2 separate regions of the Danio rerio genome follow, and region 1 is linked to region 2. The links are chromatin contacts, called in public Hi-C maps. All regions are on one chromosome and are shown on one strand. The core of a region is the stretch at or near the end of the contact, and the rest is flanking DNA. Distances in the headings are between cores, read along the strand shown. Region 1 has its middle 6.0 kb from the start of rsph9. Region 2 holds the start of si:dkey-14d8.7.

The links. A called contact is a pair of places that touch in the nucleus more often than the background predicts.
Region 1: a Hi-C map of hematopoietic stem cells shows a contact between it and region 2, with 2.8 times the contacts expected there. The contact joins the enhancer-like site here to the promoter of si:dkey-14d8.7 in region 2. A contact is called at or near these places in 3 of 18 Hi-C or Micro-C datasets (caudal fin, hematopoietic stem cells and an unstated tissue).

Annotation. Positions count from the first base shown.
Region 1 is chr4:6,077,482-6,081,970 of GRCz12tu, forward strand. No RefSeq gene overlaps it. Among named protein-coding and RNA genes, the nearest start is that of rsph9, 6.0 kb to the left of the region's middle. Within about 2 kb of position 2,455, at least 16 of the 62 cell types and tissues checked have an H3K27ac peak or open chromatin away from gene starts, as enhancers often do.
Region 2 is chr4:5,957,917-5,962,412 of GRCz12tu, forward strand. It overlaps si:dkey-14d8.7, which reads left to right and starts at 1,794. Exons shown (of 5, transcript NM_001044836.1): 1 at 1,794-1,878; 2 at 1,967-2,045; 3 at 2,774-2,962; 4 at 3,034-3,186; 5 at 4,428-4,496. The coding sequence starts at 1,824. The coding sequence ends at 4,473. LOC101884942 (soluble scavenger receptor cysteine-rich domain-containing protein SSC5D) reads right to left here. Exons shown (of 16, transcript XM_021475421.3): 8 at 234-315.

The DNA.
Region 1 (4,489 bases), core at 1,205-3,704, 120 kb after region 2:
CAAATCTATTTTGTTTAAATTTGTTTTTATATCTAAGTAAAAATGATTTTGATGATGCTTACAAAAAATTCTTGTGGCTGGATGTTTTAAACTCAAAATATTCACACAGTCACAGGCCTTAAAGGGTTTACTCATAGATTTAAATGTACTCACTATTTACTCACACTTCACTTGTTTTAATACTATAGGAGATCCTAAATTATATTATTTTTGTGTTCGTTTAAGAAAAAAAGGAAACGCATAAATGTTTGAAACAAGGAAAGGGTGTCTAGAAAATGCTAATTTTTGGGTGAACCATTGATTTAAAAATGCATGCAGATGATAAACTTTTACTCCAACTTTTACAACAATGTGAGAGCTAGTTTTTGGCCAAGGACAGAAAAGAAGTAAGCTGCACAATATATCGTTTCAGCATCGATATATCAATCTATATGTGCATCCGCAATAGTCACATCACAGGATATGCAATGTCAGGATTATAGTTTAATATAGAGTTTAATCATAATGGAGTAAAAGTTTATCATCTGCATGCATTTTTAAATAGATGGTTCACCCAAAAATGAGCATTTTCTAGACACCCTTCCCTTGTTTCAAACATGTATGCAATTCCTTTTTTTCTTTAATGAACACAAAAAGAATAGAATTTAGGATCTCCTACAGTATTGAAACAAGTGAAGTGTGAGTAAATCGTGAGTACATTTAAATCTATGAGTAAACTGTCCCTTTAAGGCCTGAGAGTGTGTGAACATTTTAATATTTCAGAGTTTAAAACATCCAGCCACAAGACATTTTTTGTAACTTTAATAAATTAATTAATTGGCATGATGTCCCGGGAGAGAGCCCTGAGCTCATAAGATCCTCGAGCCCGGGGCTCCCTCCCGTTTGCAAAACAGGAGGGGAGTTTGAGCTCAGCTAGATCTCGAGAACTCCCCTGCTGAACTAGCCGATGAACAGACAGAGATTGCTCTTAAGAGATAACTACTTACTAGGAGCATTTCTATGGTGCCGATTTGTATTAGTCAATTAACTTAAGTTGCATGTTTTTGGACGGTGGGAGAAAACCAGGGAACCCCAGGGAAATCCACGTGAGCACGGGGAGAAAGTGTAAACTTCGCACAGAAACATCGGCTGGCTTGGTAAGGACTAAAAAACAGTGACGTTCTTGCTGTGAGGCAACAGTTCTATCCACTGGGCCACCGTGCCACCCATCTAGGAAAGGAAGAGGAGTAGGAGTGGAAGAGGGGATTCTTCAAAACAAAGATGGCTGTAATATGGAACTCAGGGTATTTATTGTGGCTTAGGAATCGTCTGATTGGTGAATCATAAATTGAATAATGCATGGCTGGCAGCAAGCAATCATAAGCACGAGATCCTCTCGAAATTAGTTTATAAATAAACTTCACTTATAATCATTCATTCATTCATTTTCTTGTCGGCTTAGTCCCTTTAATAATCTGGGGTCGCCACAGCGGAATGAACCGCCAACTTATCCAGCAAGTTTTTACGCAGCGGATGCCCTTCCAGCCGCAACCCATCTCTGGGAAACATTTACACACACATTCACACACACACTCATACACTATGGACAATTTAGCCTACCCAATTCACCTGTACCACATGTCTTTGGGGGAAACCGGAGTACCCGGAGGAAACCCACGCGAAGGCAGGGAGAACATGCAAACTCCACACAGAAACACCAACTGACCCGAGGTTCGAACCAGCGACCTTCTTGCTGTGAGGCGACAGCACTACCTACTGCACCACTGCCTCGCCCCACTTATAATCAATCCTCAGCAAAGTGTGAACTTGATTCTATGTAGAAAAGTCACTTCCTACCCTTCATCTGAATTTCGCGTTTCATCAATGACGCAATGTGCAAACAACCTATAAATTAAATGATTAGGAGTACATTCTCTGCTGAAAAAGATAAGTGAGCAGCAATGCACTCGATCTTCATTTTAGTGTGTACTATCCCTTTAAGACAAAGAGTGTTGGAGAATTACAGATTTTGAAGCTGGCTGGTTTGCTTGCTGGTTTATAAGAGTTCACCAAAGTTCTTTTGTAATCAAAATAGAAAAATTACGTCTAGAACAAGCTCTGTTGAAAAAGATAAGTGAGCAGCAATGCACTCGATCTTCATTTTAGAGTGAACTATACCTTTAAGACAAAAAGAGTGCTGTAGAATTACTGATTCTGTTGATGATCGGATAGCAGAGCAAAAGCCCAGGAAATTCTCCCTCAGTTTCTTCCCTCATTTATCTCTGTCTCGGTTTCTTCCCCTCCGCAAACCTTAAGAGACGTCTGGCAAAGAAATGAAACTTTGCTATTAGTTTTCCCTTAAAGTCTGTCTGGGTGAAGTGGAATAAGTTCACCCTCAGGGCCTGGTGAGGGTCTATTACTCTGGGCTCTGAGAACGTTACCTTACAGACCACCAGCGTTGCCATGGGAATAATCCCCGCAGACAAAAGGGAGGGATCAGAAGGGGAAATCAATGGCGTCGGGCTTTGTGGTTGGCTGGCATAGAGATCAGTCAAACGCACTCCAGGTCACCGGGTCACGGGCATCAATCATGGCTTCCCAAAAGAGTGTGGAGTATCTGAAAAGAGGAGAGAAGAAGGGAGGAGAGGAGGAAACATCTTCGTCTGCGTTAATGGAAGAATGAATCATCTTTTGGGTTATTTCGAGGCACCATATACAAGCGCAACAATAATTAGTTCCTGTAGTTTGAAAGACTAAACGCAGCTGGAGACGAGCCATTGAGTGTGTGAACGTGTCCCCGTATTCAACCATGTGATCTGAGCTACATGACAGGTCCCACATTGTGTAGATGCCCACTTTACAAGATTAATCATGCTTTTTTTTCTTTTAAACCTGTTTTAATGCACGTTTAATTGGTTTTGTATCATTTTAATTCATTGTTATTTTTATCCCTTATACTTATTGTATGATTTTTTAAAATCTCCTTGTTTATATAAAGCTCTTTGAATTACCATTGTATATGAAATGTGCTATATAAATATAAATATAGCACTTGCCTTGCGATAATATTAAGCAAAAGTCACTATAATGAGGTCATAAGAGCAGTTTCTAATCTAAAGTGTCACTTTATGGCTCCTAAAATGATCTTTGACGATCAGTTTTTTGATATTAAGATGAATTCTCAACTATTGTTCGTATAGCATGAGTGCACCATTCATGGGTATATCTCCCCCAAAAGTGTAAACACTGAGTCCCCTCGAGCACCCTTTAAAACACTGAGACTGGTCCACTTAAATCTGTCAATCACTTGTGACCAATAGCAAAAGTTTGGGGGCGTGGCGACTGTGGCAGACAGGCTTAGCCATTAGGTGTTTAGGATCATTGTTAACGCACAACATATGAAAAGAAATTCAGACTGGCCTCCAGAAGCGCAACATGAAATTCAAAGACCAGTGCTGAAAAAGAAATGCAAAATACACAGACTGGGTAAAACAAAGGATAAACTTTATCATTGCTTTTAGCAAGATGGAATCAATGTTTCATTTGGGTTTAGGTCGGGACACAGATTATGCCACACCTATTAAACCCATTTAAATGAGTAAACTTAACCTTATTGTCCTTAAATTAGTAAACCTAATCCTTATTGTAAGGACAAAAAGTAATCATAAGAGTGTGGTGTTCATATGTGCTCCTCATGTTTGCAAATGCTCTTTGAAAATATTAGGTATTTTTGTAAATCCGCTAGTAGTTCAAATATTAAATAAATAATACAAGGTATCTTTCATGTCTGTAACACAGATAGCTTCATCATAACGTTGTGTAATGTTGTATTTTAGTGAAAGTAGCGTTTAAATCTATATGCAGGAACATGAGGCATTGTAACTGTGATTCTAATAAAATCTGTTTATTTACTATGCTAATAGTTGGCTTATATCCAGGCCTCCAGCAGCTGTTTGTAGAGGTACAATAAGGTTCATCTGGATTCGCTACAGCTGCCAACACTTGATTCACTTTATAACAAAAATGCTTCATTGGTCTGGGAGTTTTGCCACAATGAGGCCCTCAGCAAACACCATTCAGTGCAACCCTGACCTCTGGTCAGCACGTTTTTGGGCCTTTTAAAGAATTACTGAAATGCTTTATTTGACCCACATGCATGTTTTGTCTAAAGTAGCATATGGACATTTGCGTCTATTAAAGCTCTAAAGGGTTTATCATGGTGTCAAATGCTGTAAACGCTTTCGTTTCTGGCTTGCACAGACTGAACTCAAGCTATAAAAATATATATAGTTTTTATTTGTATGATTGTTCATATGTGCTTTACACCAAACATGTGACCTCTGAGATCCTACTACATACTCAAATCCACATAGGAAAAAGAAAAAATCTTAACAAAAGATTAGAAGTTTTTTTTTTTTTAATAAAGGGTGCCATAAAACATCTTGCAACTTGAGAGTTAAAGAACCAGCTGGTACCAATAACAATTTACAAAAAAAAAATTACTATAATA
Region 2 (4,496 bases), core at 544-3,043:
GGTCTATGAGAATTATAACCATTTTGTTTTGCAATATTATGTTGTTACATTCTTAAACCAACATAGTTTGAAATAAAAACCAAAATTACTTGTTTTCAGAATAAATAATAAATAAATAAACAAATAAATAAATGAATAAATAAATAATACTTGAATTAGATCAAGAAATTATATATTTACAATAAGGTAAAAAAACAACAACAACGTAAGTTATAAAAGGAAAGATTTCCTACCTCACTGGCTGCACTGAAGATTGGTGTTTCTTGTAAATGTGTGTCGTTCTTAAAAAGCGGGAAATCTGGAAGTGAACCAAGACTGTGAGAAGAAAGAAATGACATCAGCTCAACAGAATAAAATAAATCATTGAATTTGTCTATTTTCTTACAAAACCTATCAACTGAATGATTCATATTTTATTTGCATGCTTTTATTTATTGGTACCCTAAAAAATATAATAAAAAATACATAAACTTTTGAATTTGAATGCATTAACACAAAGCACCAGAGATTATTCTAAACTGGATGCACTACTCACAAACAGGTCAAACATAGAACTACTAATGGAGTGCAAACAAACGCAGTTATGACATTAGCTAACCACTAGAAGTCACTGCAGGACATTTCAATGAGTGGGAACAGTTTTTATTTTCTGTTTCAGTTGATATTTGGCCAGTGGGCTGCATCATGGTGGAGATGTTACTTGGAAGGCCACTTTTTAAAGGATATGATGATTAACCTTTTGTGCTGGAATCCTTTTTTCAGCCATGAGTCACAGAGTGTGTGATGTTGAAGTAACACAAGTGTTGGTTTAAACTTGCTAGGAATTATTTCTTTCTTTGTGTTCAGTGAGCAAATACAATGTTTGATTTAACTACTTGGTGGTTGTCATAAACGTTTTGATTTATTGAATTTCTTCTTAACATCATTCCATCATCTATGTCTATATTTATGACAAGAAACAGTTACCTGCACTCAATTAACAATGAAACACAAAAATTACCAAGAAACTAACTGACATATTAAATTTAAAAGCGACAAAAATATATATGTATATTTATTTGATTTCAAAATAACACTACATCGCACACATATAAATAGAAAATTGAATAGAGTTTGATAGCACTCTATTGGAAGAACATAGAAAGTTCATCTATTGACCACTGGCTGAAAGATTTGACATTACATTGCACTGGAAAGAATCACCTACAGTATGAAGGGCAAATTAAAGAAGTACCATAAAATTTGGGATTTGTTTATACAATTTTTGGAACATAACTATACAATGGCACAAGCAAATACCTCTCATGCTTCGGGTTTATTGATTGATATATGTATATGTGTATTTCTGTATGTGGAGTATACAGTATATGTTTTTCTTTGCCTAAGCCCATGTATAACAATACAACTACCCGTTCAACTAAATTAGGATGCTTTGGGGGAGGGGGGAAGAGTTAAAATGTAAAAAAAAAAAAAAGTATTTTCATGCTAAAATCCAAGCGTTTTTCAGCAATAAAGTAAAAAAATAAAAATAAAAAAAGATTTTTCAATAGAAATTGCACGATTACAAATAATGCTTGTGCTTAAAATGAAAACTCATCATTAAAAACAGATGCCAAACCTTTTTCATGTATTTAACTTGCTTTTTTAACATCAGTGAGAATTCACCTTAAAATGGTGAAGGTCAACACCTGTTCAAACATGATGAGAACACACTTGTTAAATAACCGACCGTATGATACATCAGTGACCATCAGCTCTGAGCTCTATATAAACGCTGCACGCTTTTTCTCATAGATCGTCTCCTAATTTGACTTGACAACATCATGCAGAGAGCTGCTGTATTTCTGCTGCTGACCGCTCTCTTGGCGAGTGGACAGGGTGAGAAGCTTTTTGAACGTTTTTTCACTTCTTATAAATCAATATATAGGCTTGTTGTGAAATACTCTGTCTGAATCCATTCCCACAGAATTACTCTGGGAAAATGCCTATGATCAGCCTCTAGACTTTACCTGCCCTCCAGGACAGTCCATCTCCTATATAAAGAGGTGAGTGAGTGGAAAGCAGATACTTTGTATTTTGTTGAAGAAATACAGTATATGTTTAGCTGAATTATGAATAAATTTAAACACATAATAGATTTGCATTGCAGCAAGTTATATGGCATAAATTATTCAAGTTAACTGGAACATACTGCTTAAAGCTCATTTTATAACTAGTTAAATGCTAAGAAATGATTAAATTTCGTAAGTTATTTTGGGAATTTTATCATTGAATATTGTTAGAATACGTTAAACAGTGTATACCATTGTGTGCTTAAAAATAAAGACCAGCTAAATTTGTGTTATCACAAACGTTCTGTTAACATTACTGAAAAAAAGGTTTGCTAACTTTGGTAGAATGTTCACTGAAGTTCTGACATGTCCCTTGATTTGGTTTGGAACTCAATGCTCAATTTAAAGAGTGCTTGAGTTTACAATTCATTTACAGAAAGTGAAATACAGTACTGACAGTAAGTTCTTGTATATAATTTATCTATTTACGTCTATTCAATTACTTCAGGGTTGTCCAGGGTGTCCTGGAGAGTTTAGCTCCAACCCCAATCAAACACACCTGAACAAGCTAATCAAGCTCTTACTAGCTATACTAGAAACTTCCAGTCAGGTGTGTTGAAGCAAGTTGGAGCTAAGATCAGCAGGACACCGGCCCTCCAGGACCGACTTTAGACTCCCCTGAATTAATCCTCACTGTATACTTTCATCCTAATAAACCAAAGCCAACATCACAATCATCATGAGGACCGGATGTGGGAGTTTGGCTGTAAAGACACCTTTAGCTCTGGTGCAGACTGTTTTCTGTCACCGTATGTCAATGACTTCGACCAACAGTTCACCTATGAGTGTCCAGCACACCACTTCATGTCAGGAATGAGCAGCTACCACAACAACAAACATGAGGACAGACGGTGAGCGGAGATTTTCTTACTAATTTTGACATGTGTCACCTCAGGTAATCTTGTGACGTATCTTTATCCAGGTGGCAGTTTCACTGCTGTAGAGGTATTGGCCAATGTATTGCTGAATGTGAGTGGACGACTTATGTGAACTGGTTTGATGAATACTTTCACTGGACTGTGCCCAACCAAAACTACCTGGCGGGTGCTGAAAGCTACCACGAGAATAAACATGAGTAAGTATGGCTACCCAAAATATTCACTCTAAATACTGACAGGGTGATCAGCTGATAGGGTTCCTTCTATCCGCTTGCTAATTGAATAAATATATGGACATATATAGTTAAAGTCAGAATTATTCGCCCCCCTGTTTATTTTTTTCCCCAATTTTTGTTTAACAGAGAGCAGATTTTTTTTTTCAACACATTTCTAAACATAATAGTTTTAATAACTCATTTCTAATAACTGATATATTTTATATTTGCCATGATGACAGTACATAATATTTTACTAGATATCTTTCAAGACACTTCTATACAGCTTAAAGTGACATTTCAAGGCTTAACTAGGTTAATTAACTAGGCAGGTTAGGGTAATTAGGCAAGTTATTGTATAAGGATGGTTTGTTCTGTAGACTATCGAAAAAATATATAGCTTAAAGGGGCTAATAATTTTGGCTTTAAAATGTTTCTTTAAAAATTAAAAACTTTTTTTTTATTTATATTTTGGGAAATATTTAAAAAAGAAAAAAAAATTCAAAGGGGGACTAATAATTCTGACCTCAACTGTTTACACTCTCAGAAATAAAGGTACAGGAGCTGTCACTGGGGCATGTAACTTTTCAAACGGTACAAATTTGTACCTGAAGGGTCCATAATGATACCTTATGGAGTCTATGGTGTAATTGAAATGGCTTTTAGTTTATGAATTTTAATAGTCATTATACAGAAATATTAAATGGTATATATACAGTGTATGGATATGGTAAATAAATATATAGACATGAAGCTGCTTAAAAATAAATATATGGACATGATCAATTTCACAAAAACACCAGACTGCAGAGCACTACAAATAGCCAATCTGAGTTGTATAATAAAGATTAAGTGCCACATTTAATAAATAAAGCGAATTACTACAATTACACAATTTTCTTGTAATTGCACTACGGGAAAAACAAGGCATCGACTGGAGTAGAATATTCTAAGAGTGATTTTTTAACAGACTTTTAAAGCCAAGAGGCCATTGCAGTGGTTCAAGGTTTTAGTGAATCTGACACTAATAATTCCAAACAACATGTGTACATGTGTACATTGCAGTATTTTCAGATAATTCTGTCATTTACCCTCTGAAATGTTTTTTTTATTTAAAAATTAATAAAGGTTTTTAGTAGACAATGATTGTGCTAGAATAAAAATGGCATATAAAGAAAATGCATATTTCAATACTAATGTGATGTTAATTTTATGCTTTTCAGAGACCGCCGCTGGAGGTACAAGTATTGTACGAAAGTGCAATGCTGAGACTCTCGCAAATTCCCTCAAAT